Regions from separate parts of the Capra hircus genome. Here region 2 is linked to region 1. The links are chromatin contacts, called in public Hi-C maps. All regions are on one chromosome and are shown on one strand. The core of a region is the stretch at or near the end of the contact, and the rest is flanking DNA. Distances in the headings are between cores, read along the strand shown. Region 1 has its middle 26 kb from the start of CREG2. Region 2 overlaps MAP4K4 (mitogen-activated protein kinase kinase kinase kinase 4).

What was found. Hi-C and Micro-C count contacts between places; a contact is called where the count stands out from the background.
Region 2: a Hi-C map of blood shows a contact between it and region 1, with 4 times the contacts expected there. The contact joins two enhancer-like sites. A contact is called at or near these places in 3 of 5 Hi-C or Micro-C datasets (blood and liver).

Annotation. Positions count from the first base shown.
Region 1 is chr11:6,156,004-6,163,074 of ARS1.2, forward strand. No RefSeq gene overlaps it. Among named protein-coding and RNA genes, the nearest start is that of CREG2, 26 kb to the right of the region's middle. Within about 2 kb of position 3,833, at least 1 of the 5 cell types and tissues checked has an H3K27ac peak or open chromatin away from gene starts, as enhancers often do.
Region 2 is chr11:6,501,836-6,508,906 of ARS1.2, forward strand. MAP4K4 (mitogen-activated protein kinase kinase kinase kinase 4) reads left to right here. Exons shown (of 30, transcript XM_018054957.1): 7 at 311-441; 8 at 1,242-1,296; 9 at 2,783-2,861; 10 at 6,560-6,735. Among named protein-coding and RNA genes, the nearest start is that of MAP4K4, 100 kb to the left of the region's middle. Within about 2 kb of position 3,971, at least 4 of the 5 cell types and tissues checked have an H3K27ac peak or open chromatin away from gene starts, as enhancers often do.

The DNA of each region.
Region 1 (7,071 bases), core at 2,583-5,082:
AGAAAAGGCATAGGAACAAGAGATCAAATTGCCAACATCCATTGGATCACAGGAAAAGCAAGAGAATTCCGGAAAAATATCTACTTCTGCTTCATTGACTATGTTAAATCCTTTGACTGTGGATCACAACAAATTGTGGAAATTTCTTAAAGAGATGAGAAGGCAGACTGCCTTCCCTGCCTCCTGAGAAACCTGTGTGCAAATGAAGATGCAACAGCTAGAGCCAGACACGGAACAACCAACTGGTTCCAAACTGGGAAAGGAGTGCGTCAAGGCTGTATATTGTCACCCGGATTATTTAACTTATACGCAGAGCACATCATGTGAAATGGTGCATGGGGTGAAGCACAAGCTGGAATCAAGGTTGCCGGGAGAAATATCAATAACCTCCGATATGCAGATGACACCACCCTTATGACAGAAAGTGAAGAAGAACTAAATAGCCCTTGATGAAAGTGAAAGAGGAGAGTGAAAAAGCTGGCTTAAAACTCAATATTCAAAAAACTAAGATCATGGCATCTGGTCCCATCACTTTATGGCAAGTAGATGGGGAGACAATAGAAACAATGACAGATTTTCTTTTCTTGGGCTCTAAAATCACTGCAGATGGTGACTGCAGCCATGAAATTAAAAGATGCTTGCTCCTTGGAAGAAAAGAAAGAAAGGCAATGTCAAAGAATGCTCAAACTACCGCACAATTACCAACCTAGACAGCATATTAAAAAGCCAACAAAGGCAAATGTTCATCTAGTCAAAGCTATGGTTTTTCCAGTAGTCATATATGAATGTGAGTTGGACTGTAAAGAAAGTTAAGCACTAAAGAATTGATGCTTTTCAACTGGGTTTTGGAGAAGACTCTTGAGAGTCCCTTGAACTGCAAGGAGATCAAATCAGTCAATCCTAAAGAACATCAGCCCTGAATATTCATTGGAGGCACTGATGCTGAAGCTGAAACTCCAATACTTTGGCCACCTGATGCGAATAACTGACTCATTGGAAAAGACCCTGATGCTGGGAAAGATTGAACGCAGGAAGAGAAGGGGACAACAGAGGATTGAGATGGTTGGATGGCATCACCAACTGGATGGACATGAGTTTGAGCAAGCTCCAGGAGTTGTTGATGGACAGGGAAGCCTGGAGTGCTGCAGTCCATGGGGTCACAAAGAGTCAGACACTACTGAGTGACGGAACTGATAGACTGGAGATGATGTTAACTTTTTCTGACCCTTGACTTTTATCCACTAAAGCTTGGACTCTGTTGACCTTTGCCCCAGTTCTGTGCGAATTCTCCTCTACTCAAGCCCCTCATGCACGGGCATGTACCCTTTAGCTTAAAATCATCTCGATTTTGGGAGGCACTGCTTTGGGAAAGATCCCCAGTGTTCTCCTTATTTGTTGCAGGTAATAAATTCCTTCTTTCCCATCCTTCCTTCTCCTCATCTTGTAGAGCCTGAGCTACTCCATCTTGTAAAAGAACTCCATTTTGCAAAGGTACTGGGCAAACAGACTTAGACTTTGGATATTGCCTAAACTTGCCCCACTGTGCATGAGCCAATCAGCCCTTAGGTTAAACCTCCTGACTTTAAGTTCAAGAATTTGTGATTTACCTTGGAAGTAATGATTTACCTTTGTGATTTACTTTGGAAGTAATGATTTACCGTGGAAGTAAAACAACCAATCAGAAATCCACACACAACCCTATAGAAGAGGGTAACCAATCAGTAGTCCTTCAGCCTGAACACCCCCTTTGTTACCCTTTTACCTGAATATTCCCTATATAAGCAGTGTAACCCAAAACTCGGGGCTCCTCTCCTTAGCCGCTGCGTCGGTAACTGTGGGAGCCCCAGCTCGAGCTTGGTAATAAAAACCCTCTTGCTTTTGCATCGGATATCGGCTCCCTGGTGGTCATTGGGAGATTTCGCGACTTGGGCATAACAATCTGTGGCTTCGTTGTGCCTTTTGGCCTGACACTCACCAAGAAGTGAGCCCAATTTTGTGGTAACATTACTGATTAGACTTCAAACATCAAAGGTTCTGACAGCTGCTGAATTTAGAACATGATTTCTCACTGAGAAATCAGAAGTCACTCAAAAAGGGGTTGGTTATGACATTTTTCATTTGTAGCATGATCTTGGGAGAAACGTGGCCAGTTAAGTTTGCAACTGACCCTATGTCTAGTGTGCCAGTCAGATTCAGGGCAAGGACAGGGCAGTTTTCCTTTCTCAGTATAGTGTCTGGAGAGAGAATTGAGTCTTCATTCAAAAATTTAAAAATCACCAGCTACACTCCAGAAGGATACCATGAGTACAATTTTTATTTAAAAATAACTTCTAGGGACTTCCCTGGTGATCCAGTGCTTAGGACCACCCTTTAATGCAGGAGGTGCAGGTTCAATAGCTGCTCTGGGAGCTGAGATCCCACATGCCTCATGGCCCAAAAACTGAAACATAAAAACAAAAACAATATTGTAACAAATTCAACAAAAGATTTTGTAAATGATCCACTTCCCTGGTGGCTCAGGTGGTAAAGCATCTGTCTACAATGCGGGAGACCTGGGTTCGATCCCTGGGTTGGGAAGATTCCCTGGAGAAGGAAATGGCAACCTACTCCAGTACTCTTGCCTAGAAAATCCCATGGACAGAGGAGCTTGGTGCAGGCTACTGTCCAAGGGGTCACAACTGAGTGACTTCACTTCACTTCACATTAAAAAAATATCTAAAAAAAGAAATTTGTTGTTGAGTGGCTAAACAGTGTCTGACTCTTTGCAACACCATGAACTGCAGCATGCCAGCCTTCCCTGTCCTTTGCCATCTAAGAAATTACATACATTTAAAAGACAAACAAAAGACAAAAACCCTGCTATGTTAAAAAAACAAATAAACAAAAATCCCTGTTTTATTATTTCCAGACACTTTTGGGAACTTTTTTTAGGTCAACTACAAAATCCTTTTAAACTGCCTATAAACAGTGGCATTCATATAAGTTCAGAACAAAGGTTTATTAGAATATTATATGATAAATTAGGAAATGTCAGACACAGTCACGACAGAACAAAGGCTTTTTTCTTGCATGAGAAACTCAGAGATCAATGGCACAAACGTTTCTTTTATGTTGAAAGGCAGGTCAGGCAGCAATCACTCCAGGTATTTCAAGTAAAGAGGGGTTTAATGCAGGGACTTGGTCAAGAAGAAGCTGGAAGATCTGAGGAAGTGGGAGGTTGGGAAGGTGGAGTGGGGGGCCGGGAAGATGGCAAAAGCTCCTACTGCCTGGCTGGAGGCTGTGAGTCCACACTTGAGTTACTGTTCTTGGAAGTATTATTGAATCAAAATTAAAATGTGAATCACAATTTGATACTGGAAAAGACACAAAGAAGCCTGAGGAAGCCTCTTGGGTGGTGGTTCAGAGCATGGACTTGAAGGTCTGGGCTCACATGGGTGCCACTGCTGACCTAAACAAAGGTCAGCTATTTCTCCAGCCAAAAATAAAAATGAAAAAACGGATTAAGTGGCAACTCACTCCAGTAGCCTTGCCTGGGAAATCCCATGGACACCGGAGTCTGTTTGGCTACAGTCCATGGAGTCCCAAAGAGTCGGCCATGACTGAGCACGCACAGGGATCAGCAGAGAAACATAGTCTGGGGTCTGCGACCCTGGGGAGCCAGTGCAAGTCCCTGCACAGCAAAGGAAGAACTCTTTTGGAGTGGGAAAAGGAAGCGCGGAGGGCTAGAGTAAGCAAAGAGCCCATGGATTTCCATTGGCTCAGCTGTACTCAGAGAAGACTTTCTCCTATCCTGTAGGGCAGCTTCTTCCCGCAGCGTGAGAGCGCCCTCTTCTGGTCACCTGGCTCTACATAATTGAGGTTTCTGTTTCCGTTCAGTCGCAGAATTGGGTCTGACTGTTTGCGTGCCCCATGACCTGCACCACCGTCAGGCTTCCCTGTCCATCCACAACTTCCGGAGCTTACTCAAATTTACGTCCAGTAAGTCGGTGATGCCATCCAACCATCTCATCCTCTGTTGTCCCCTTCTCCTCCTGCCCTCAATCTTTCCCAGCATCAGAGTCTTTTCCAAAGAGTCAGTTCTTCGAATCAGGTGGTCAAAGTATTGGAGTTTCAGCTTCAGCCATCAGTCCTTCCAATGAATAATCAGGGTTCATTTCCTTTAGGACTGACTGGCTAGATCTCCTTGCAGCCCAAGGGACTCTCAAGAGTCCTCTCCAACACCACAGTTCAAAAGTATCAATTCTTTGGTGCTCAGCTTTCTTTATAGTCCAACTCTCACATCCATACATGACTACTGGAAAAACCATAGCTTTGACTAGATGGACCTTTGTTGGCAAAGTAACGTCTCTGCTGTTAAACATGCTGTCTAGGTTGCTCATAGCTTTTCTTCCAAGGAGCAAGCATCTTTTAATTTCAAAGGCGCAGTCACCATCTGCAGTGATTGGAGCCCCCAAATAAAGTCTGTCACTGTTTCTATTCTTTCCCCATCTATCTGCCATGAAGTGATGGGACCAGATGCCACGATCTTAGTTTTCTGAATTTTGAGTTTTAAGCCAACTTTTTCACCCTCCTCTTTCACTTTCATCAAGAGGGTCTTTACTTCTTCGCTTTTTACCATAAGAGTTTCTGTTTAGGCATTTCTTATAACGTTTTTTTGGTTTCTCTCTCTGTTTTTGTATTATTTTTTTGGCTGCACTGGGTCTTTGCTTTGCTCGGGCTTTTCCTAGTTGTGGAGAGCAGAGGGCTACTCTTCGTTGTGGTGTGAGACCTTCTCACTGTGTTGGCTTCTGTTGTGGAGCACAGGCTCTCGGTGCTCAGGCTTCAGCAGCTGTGCCTCCCGGGCTTGGGAGTTGTGGCATACTGGTGTAGTTGCTCCATGACACGTGGAATCTTCCTGGATGCTGCTGCTGCTAAGTCACTTCAATTGTGTCTGACTCTGTGCGACCCCATAGACGGCAGCCCACCAGGCTCCCCCATCCCTGGGATTCTCTAGGCAGGAACACTGGAGTGGGTTGCCATTTCCTTCTCCAATGCGTGAAGGTGAAAAGTGAAGGTGAAGTCGTTTAGTCGTGTCTGACTCGTAGCGACCCCATGGACTGCAGCCCACCAGGCTCCTCTGTCCATGGGATTTTCCAGGCAAGAGTACTGGAGTGGCTTGCCATTGCCTTCTCTGGAATCTTCCTGGATTGGGGATCAAATCCGTGTCCCCTGCATTGGCAGGTGGATTCTTAACCACTGGGCCACCAGGAAAGTCCTGTTAATGATTTCTTTTTTCATCACCATTTACTAGTTGGGCTCTGTTCAGGTTTTCTCACTTGGCAATTAGAAAGAATTCTCTACATCCCACGGTTGGTAGGCTACTAAACCAGGTCCAGCTTGTGAAGAGCTAACAGAGCACTTAGTAACTTCTCCACTGTCTTTGCACCTGCCCCTCCCTGAGCCTGAGGGCACACCCGGAACAGCCACTCGCCTGGGGCCAGGGAAAGAAGGCAGAGAAGAAGAACTACGGAGATCCACCTGGCTCTCCTCCAATCCCCTCCCCGCCCACCCAAGCCTTGAGAAGAGGGAGAGGAGGCTGGTGTCAGTCCTCAGATGGTCCTGGGTTTAGTACTCACTGGGCCTCCTACCTGGTCCTAGTTCCCAGGAACGCTGGTCTGAGAACTGCTTACTGAACAGATTTCCCACACAGAAAACTGAAGTTTTTTTCCTTGCAGGGTGGATGTAGAAACTAAAAGAGATTTCTTAAAAAGTATATAAAATACCCAGCTCACAGGATGAGTTAAATTATAGTAACTGCTGCAGTTAGCTGCTGTTAGAGTCGTGTCCGACTCTGTGCAACCCCATAGACGGCAGCCCACCAGGCTCCCCCATCCCTGGGATTCTCCAGGCAAGAGTACTGGAGTGGGGTGCCATTGCCTTCTCCAATGCATGAAAGTGAAAAGTGAAAGTGAAGTCACTCAGTCGTGTCTGACTCTTAGTGACCCCATGGACTGCAGCCCACCAGGCTCCTCTGTCCATGGGATTTTGCAGGCAAGAGTACTGGAGTGGGGTGCCATTGCCTTCTCCGCTGCAGTTAGCTAATTATTTATAAATGACTAAAATATAAATAAATAATTTAAAAGTGAAAGTGTTAGTCACTCAGTCATGTCTGACTCTTTGGGACCCCAGGGACTATAGACCACCAGGCTCCTCCGTCCATGGGATTCTCCAGGCCAGAACACTGGAGTGGGTTGCCATTTCCTTGTCCAGGGGATCTTCCCAAACCAGGGATCGAACCCAGGTCTGTTGCCTTGCAGGTGGATTCTTTACCTTCTGAGCCGCCAGGTAATTAATAATTAATTATCAATGAAAATATCACTATCCAAATGTCAAAGTATTTGAGTTTGTCCTGCCATCACATGCAGGAAAACACTGTATTTTCCAAGTGAGTGCAGAGCACTCGGTGTGCATGGCTGGTGCCTCTGGAAATTGGCCTGGACTATATACATTCTAGGTTCTTCCTCCGCCAGGAGTCTGGTCTAAACAAGGGGAAGTTTCCCGATCTAGCCACCAGGGGGCGCGACGGTTCTTTGCGCAGCTGTTGGGACTAACTGCTTTGTCAGAAGCTCTGCGAGGGTGGGTCAGAGGCCCATCTGGAAAAGGTCAGGATGGACGACCTCCGTGAGGACACACAGGCTAGGAGGAGAGCCAGAGCTGGGGGGGGGGGGGGAGGGGGGAGGAAAGAATACGTGTGACTGAAAGGTAGGGGCTCAGGCCCACAGCCCACAGATCATTTACCACCTGCCAAGCACTTAACCATGAGCCACAAACGGCTGGCGTGTTAATCAGCCCCTGGAGTGGCTCACAGCCTCACCCAGGAGGCTGACCCGGGGGCAGATGACCAACACGCGCATGAAAATAATGAGACATACGACGCCTTCATCTCTAACCCTGTGTCCACTGCATTGGCGGATCCTTTACCGCGGAGCCAGCAGGGAAGCCCCTGAGTTTACCCCTTCAAGTCCCTACTCTTAAAGACACTCTAAACTCCCCCTTGTCTGACCCTCCTCCATAGCACTGCTACTATCCCCC
Region 2 (7,071 bases), core at 2,721-5,220, 350 kb after region 1:
GCGTGGCTCCAGGCCCACTTCATCCGTGCCCCAGACTCCCCCAGCAGTCCCTCTGGTGGTCCCAGTGGGAAACTCAGGGACGCGGTGGGTACAGGCCCCCGGGGAAACCCCCAGGCTGGTCGAGCATCTTGGCGCTATGGTGACTTGGCTCTGGAGGGGGCGCTCCTTATCTGTGTTGCTGGGGGGTCGCGCATCCACGCCGTGGTGGTGTATGGTTTACTCTGAAGACCCTGCTCCTCTCTGTGTCTGCGTCCTGTTGTTTACTGGTTTGCTCACTGTGGTCCCCTTTCCTTCCTTCCTCCGACTGCAGTGGACTTCGGAGTGAGTGCCCAGCTGGACAGGACCGTGGGGAGGAGGAACACGTTCATAGGCACCCCATACTGGATGGCCCCCGAGGTCATCGCCTGTGACGAGAACCCTGATGCCACCTACGATTACAGGGTAAGGTGCCACCAGCCTGGCCTCGTGGGCTTTGCCAGTCCTCCCCCTCGCTGCTCCAGCGAGCACCGCGTGGACTCCTGCTGTAGGGCACATCTGCTGGGACAGTATGTTGAGGCTGTGTGTGTGTGTGTGTGTGTGTGTGTGTAGTCCATTTCTGCATCAGCTCTGTTCTAAGTCAGGTGCTGCTTTCAAGGCGGGAGGGGTCACTGTCAGTCTCAGAAATTTTTTTGTCCCGAGTCAGTTCAGCGCTTCTGTTCTGTTTACTGTTCTTTTTAATTTGAAGAGCATCAGGTATTTATTATTTCAGAAATATTGTCAGATTACATAGCAAGCACCTTGTGAAATTTCAGAGTCTTGCTAAAGAGCTGTGCGCCTTTGCTTTCGTCACAAATGTGTTTAAGCTCTGAGAGTGACCTCTAGAGACGTGTATCAATAATGCACTTCTTGATCCTGATCGTCAGACTCTGGCTGAGAGTTGGATCATAGGTACGGCAGCTGGTTCTAATTAATGATCATCGTTATCATTATTGCATAACTTTTTACAAAGCTGTACAATACAAGGCAGATTGTATAGCTTTTCCATCACCCTCTTCATGAGTTGACTGAACTTTATGAGCTGATCATTTATTTACTTGGAAGATGTTCTTCCAGATGTGTTTGTGCTTGTAGTTTCGTGGCAGACTTCCTTTTGGTTTGTACCCCCAAAGAATGCATTTCTGTGGTTTGTGTGACTGCCCAGTGGTGGTGAGTCCCTGGCCTCACAGTGAGGATGGTGCCCTAACATCTGCTTTGTTCTGCAGAGTGACCTCTGGTCCTGTGGCATCACTGCCATTGAGATGGCTGAAGGCGCTCCCCGTAAGTAGCCTGCCTTCCTTGTTAGCCCAGTTCTGTGCAACATAAACCTGGTCTCGTGGCTTCAGAAATAGTGGCTTCATGGATGGAGTTGTTCTGGTGGGGTGTTCAGATGAAGGCGTCATAAATACAGTGGAGGTTTAGATGTGAGAGGAGTTCTTGGCACACATCAGTCCTTCTGAAGGTCTCCCTGAGGTTCATGGGCTGCGTTACCTGTTAAGTTGTAATTAGATGTGTGACCTGGATTTATTCTGACATCAGATAATGACAGCCCACTCCAGTATTTTTGCCTGGAGAAATCCCATGGACAGAGGAGCCTGGTAGACTCAGTCCATGGGCTTGCAAAAGTTGGACAGGACTAAGCGTGCACACACACACATAATAGGCAATAATTTTTCTTTTTACAGTTTGAACTTAGTATTCAGTGAAACTGGTCCTAACACAGGAAATTTCCATTTTACTTATGTTTTAACTTTAAAAAGAGAGGCACAACCTTTTATCCATGGAATTTATTTATTTATTTTTTTGGTATTACCTGTGAAATTTTGCTTCCACTTTGGTTTAAATCAGTGACAACTTCGTAAAATTTATTTTTAATGAGGAATAGAGTAGAATTGCAGAGAGCAAAGGGAAAGAAAGAAACCTATTATTTTCTGCTGGCCCCCCTTGAATATATAACATTTGGTACATAGTTGCTGCTGACCAAATACTTGTTGAATGAATGATATCAGGTTGCCCCCAGCTGGGGGTTGGTTGCACTGCAGAAGTGGCTGTCTGTGCCGATCACCCTGTGTTCCATCATGTCCCCCGAGGGCCTGAGACGGGGCAGGGCTGCCAGATGCTTTGTCCAGTTCCCTTTCGCAGCGGGGACAGCACCCTCCTTTTCTTTGGCCCTATCTCCCAGCTGTCTTGTAAGGTGCTTGTGAAGGTAAATAAACACACGGAAATACGTGTTGTGACATACTCGTGTGTCCAAGTGCACCTCTCACGCCTTCACTGGGCCAGTGATCAGAGGGTAAATAGTCATCAAACAAAATTAAACAGTCCCACTCACTCCCTGATTTCAGGAACACTCACTCTGACAGTAAGCATTGAACATGCCTGCTAGTGCTCCTGAGTTCAGGCATTGTGTGGAGAAGGCCTTTACAGCTGTGTCTCATTTAATCCTCACGACAGTCCTATGAAAATAAAGATATTTTCGTTGTCATCCGATAGATGACTTAAGCTGTCAACTCCTTTAGGACTTTGAATCAGTATTTATCTTTGATTTATGAACGCTTTCCAGTGTCTATTCCAAATGGTCTGTTCTTCTCGTTGCTCTTGTCCTCCTCGTGTTTTGCTGTGCTTCGGTGGGGGGTTCAGGGTATGTTCTCGGCTGCGTAACTAGATGTGCAGACAACAGGCAGAGCGTGTAGAGTCCTGAGTGGGTCCCGGAATTGGAGACCGAGGGAGCTGAGTGCCTAACTGACGCGCCCTCTCCTCTCCCCAGCTCTCTGTGACATGCATCCCATGAGAGCCCTGTTTCTCATCCCCCGAAATCCTCCTCCCCGGCTGAAGTCCAAAAAATGGTAAGATACACGTGCTTTGTGGTTGTCATTCTGTTCCTTTCGAAAAACAGTCTTCCGTTTTAGTTTGACCTCAGGACAGAATCCTGGCCGTTCTGACTGCCAAAGAACTCAAGAGTCAGTGTTACAAAGTGTATTGCTTTAGTTTTTAATGTTTTTTTTTCCCCTTGATCCATTGTCCTTGAACGATAAAATAGCACCAAGTGACTCTATGAACACCAATGCAATATTTTAAAAAAGGTTCTATTTTAATATTTAAATATACCTCTCAGTGTAATGGGCTTCCCTGGTGGCTCAGACAGTAAAGAATCTACCTGCAGTGCAGGAGACCCGGGTTCCATCCCTGGGTCAGGAAGATCCCCTGGAGAGGGGAATGGCAACCCCCTCCAGCATTCTCGTCTGGAGAATTCCCTGGATGGAGGAGCCTGGTGGGCTGCAGTGCGTGGGGTCGCAAGGAGCCGGACACGGCTGAGTGGCCAACACGTGCACTTCAGCAGCTGAGGTTTGCGCTTCTTGGGGGTGCGTCCTCTGATGTCCTGGAGCAGCGGTCCCCAACCTGTTGGGCACCAGGGACCGGCTTCATGGAAGACAGTTTTTCCACTGACTGGGGTTGGGGGGAAGGTTTTGGGGTGATTCAAGAGCATTACATTGAGGATGCGAGCTCCTCTGAGAATCTCACGCTGTGGCTGAGCTGCCAGGGGACAGAGCTCGGGTGATAGAGCGAGCGATGAGGAGTGGCAGCAAACGCAGGGGAGGCCTCACCCCCCTGCCCGCCGCTCACCTCTCGCTGTGTGGCTGGTTCTTAACGGGCCGTGGACTGGGACGGATCTGGGGCTTGGGGTGCCCTGTTCCAGAGTCCCTCTGGTCCACCGGTGTAGACACGCACATGTATTTTCACCCTTGTTTCTCCTCTGTCTTCCCGTCTTCCCCCCTCACCTGCTGGCGAGAATTCCTTCTCCTTTCATCCTTTCTTTCACCACATTCAGCTCCAGGGAACCGAGGTTGTCTGGTTCCACTTACCAGTTTGGAGAGGTTCTTTAAGGCAACGACTGAGCCCCAGTTGGTCTCCTGAATTAAAACGTGACAACCATGTGCGGCCACGTGTGAACAGTAGGTGTCACTAGGGAGTCAGCTGTGGGGCTGGGTGACACTTGATCCGGCTCATGCTAAACTGAACAGCACTCCTTTTCTCTTGGCTTTTTTCTCAGATTTTACTGAAGGGAGTTTATGTGCCATCTTCAGGGTATTTTCACAGTTTGTAAGTCAGTCAGTTATTCCGCCCATGACTTGCAGGCGTGGATCAACTGCTGTGTGTACAGCACGGTGAGATAGAGAGACGCGTGTAGGTAACAGTGCAGTCTCCCTGGGCTCTTTCACCAGACTGCCTCGAGCTAAGCTGCATCAGATGCATTCTCAGCAGTTCACATCACTGCCTCAGCTTACCCGGGTGTTCCGAAGGGTCGAGAGGGTCACAGATGTGAAGGCTTTCTTCCTTTACGGATGCGGTCTTCCTGTCCACAGGTTGTGAATTTCCACAACCACTTAGGCAGAAGTGGCCTTTGAAAAATGATCAGCAAATTCTCAGCAGAAGCTGACAGTTGTGTTTAAAGACTATATCGTAGCTGACCGGTTCTCTGATGTTAATCTGTACATGGCCCATGAGAAGCCCTTTGGAATTCTTTATCTTAGGGCTCCATCCTCAAGCTCTCCAGGGTGAAGGTCTGAGGAGTGACCCAGGCATTTGTATTTTTAATAAACTCCCCAAATGATCCTCCTGGGTCCCGAGGTTTGGGAATCCGTGTGCTGTAGCGTTCCTCTGCCGCTGTGTAGAGTCCTGTGCATTCCTCCTTAACCTCCTTGAACAAGGCCACAGCTTCTTCAAGTGACTGAGGGCCCTTCTCTGCCTTGAACCTGACCTGGTTCTTTTAACTCTTTTTCCACTTTTCATTGCAACATCAGAAAGCAATTCACTGTCCTGCTTGGACTCTGCTGCCTTGTCCTTCTGGAACGGTGGCTTTTCTTGGGATGGTTAAATATCCTCCTTTTTCTTGATATTGGAACCACTCCACTGTCTCAGTTCTTTTTTCTTCCTCACAATTTGATTATACACCTGCTATTGAATATACATACACTGTTTCCTATGTGTATGTCTTACAGAGCCCAGCATAAACAAATGTAAATTGTTGACACATAAATATTTGTTGGATTGAGCAAAAATAGTAAGTTCTGAGTACAAGTAGAAGACAGTAGAACTGATTCTCTCTTTTCCAGTTTTTTTTTAATATTTAATTTTGTACTGGAGTATGGTTAGTTTCAAGTGTACAGTGATTCAGTTATTCATATACATACACCTTCCTTGTCAAATTCTTTCCCCATTTAGGTTATTACACAGTATTACACAAAGTTTCCCTCTGCTATACAGTAGGTTCTTGTCATTATCTGTCTTATTCATTTATTTTTTTTAACTTTTTATTTTATATTGGAGTGTAGCCAGTTAATAACGTTGTGATAGTTTCAGGTGGACAGAAAGAACTCTTAAAGCATGAAGGAACTGGAAAGGACTGAACTCATTCTCTCAATCACATTTTTAAAGACTGAATAACTCATTCATTCAGCAGAAATTTATTGCATACCTATTGTAGTTGACGTGCTCAGAGCTGGGCCTTGCTGACAAATGGGAAAGCGGGAACCAGTCCTGACCTGTTCGGTTATAAACCAGAAGGAGAGACAGAGACATAAAGGTGAAGTGTGCGGTGTGTTACGTGCAGAGAGCCCCAAATGAAGGGCTCCTGCCTTGGGGCGTGTGTGGTGCAGTGTTGCCAGGAAAGATTTATGGACAGGAGCCGTCTGAGCAGAGTCTCCAATAACAGGGCGGCTGAGAGTGTCTCCGCTGAGGCCACGGAGGGGTCACCATAAGCCAGAAATGGAGAAATGAGCAACAGTAAAGTGTCTGGTGGGGTAGATGTTGGCAGCAGGGTCACTGCCCCCTCAGCACTGTTGTTTCTGCCTTTGTGCATTAAGTATAGGACTTCCTTGGTGGCTCAGTGGTAAGGAATCCGCCTGCCAACGCACGAGACACGGTTTGATTCCTGGGTGGGGAAGATCCCCTGGAGGAGGGCATGGCAACCCAATCCAGTATTCTCGCCTGGGAAATTCCATGGCCAGAGGAGCCTGGAGGGCTACAGTCCATAGGGTTGCAAGAACCAGACATGACTTAATGGCTGAACAGTGGCATTAAGGATAGAGAGCTGATGCATAACTCAGCCTAAAACTGATGGACATGTTGGCCCTAACAAGATCCAGAGCCTTGAATCCCTTCCTTGGGTCCCTGTCTTATCCGTCTCTCGCTCTTTCTGTGTCTGTCCTTGTCTGTAAGGATCCACCATCTCTCTGTCACCTTCACGTTAGTGAAGACCTTCCTGCACTCGCTTCCCTCCTCCCCGATTCCACGATCAACAAGCAGCATTAACTCCCACTGCCCCTGCGGCTCCCACTGTGCAGCGTGACTCCTAAACTGTGGTTAAGTGGTGCTCTGGCCAGGGTCCCTGCTTCGTTCCTGTTTTATCCCCGTGCATTTGCAGCGTTGCTCATAGTGACTCCTGAAGCCCCGCCTCATGTACCAGCTTGTAAGTTACTGATATTTTGGAGCTTTGCTCTTCATAGTAGAAATCTGATGATCTTTTTTTTACTTTCTCTTTTAGGTCCAAGAAGTTTTTTAGTTTTATAGAAGGATGCCTGGTGAAGAATTACATGCAGCGGCCCTCCACCGAGCAGCTTCTGAAGCATCCTTTCATTAGGGATCAGCCGAACGAAAGGCAGGTTAGAATCCAGCTTAAGGACCATATAGACCGGACCAGGAAGAAGAGAGGAGAGAAAGGTATGAAGTCTGGTTTTCTTCTCATCTTAAATATTCTTTTAGTTTTTTGCCAACCAGAGTAGGTTATTCCTTTCCTGCTCGAGTTTGGGCTCATCTGGCTGGGGCTCGAGTGTCGAGACTGGGTTGGTCTAGGGGCCAACCTGGCTCCGGCAGTGGTGACCCCGGGTAGCGGGGCCCCGCGGCTGCTCAGTACGTGATGCTGTCTTGCCCTGCCTCGGGGCACATCTTGATGGCTGTGCTTCTTACTGCCCTGTGGGTCTTGTGCTCTGAGTGGGCCGTGCAGAGCTCGGCATGTCGGCCACAGTTGTCACCGTTGGTCTGTTACACACTTCTCTC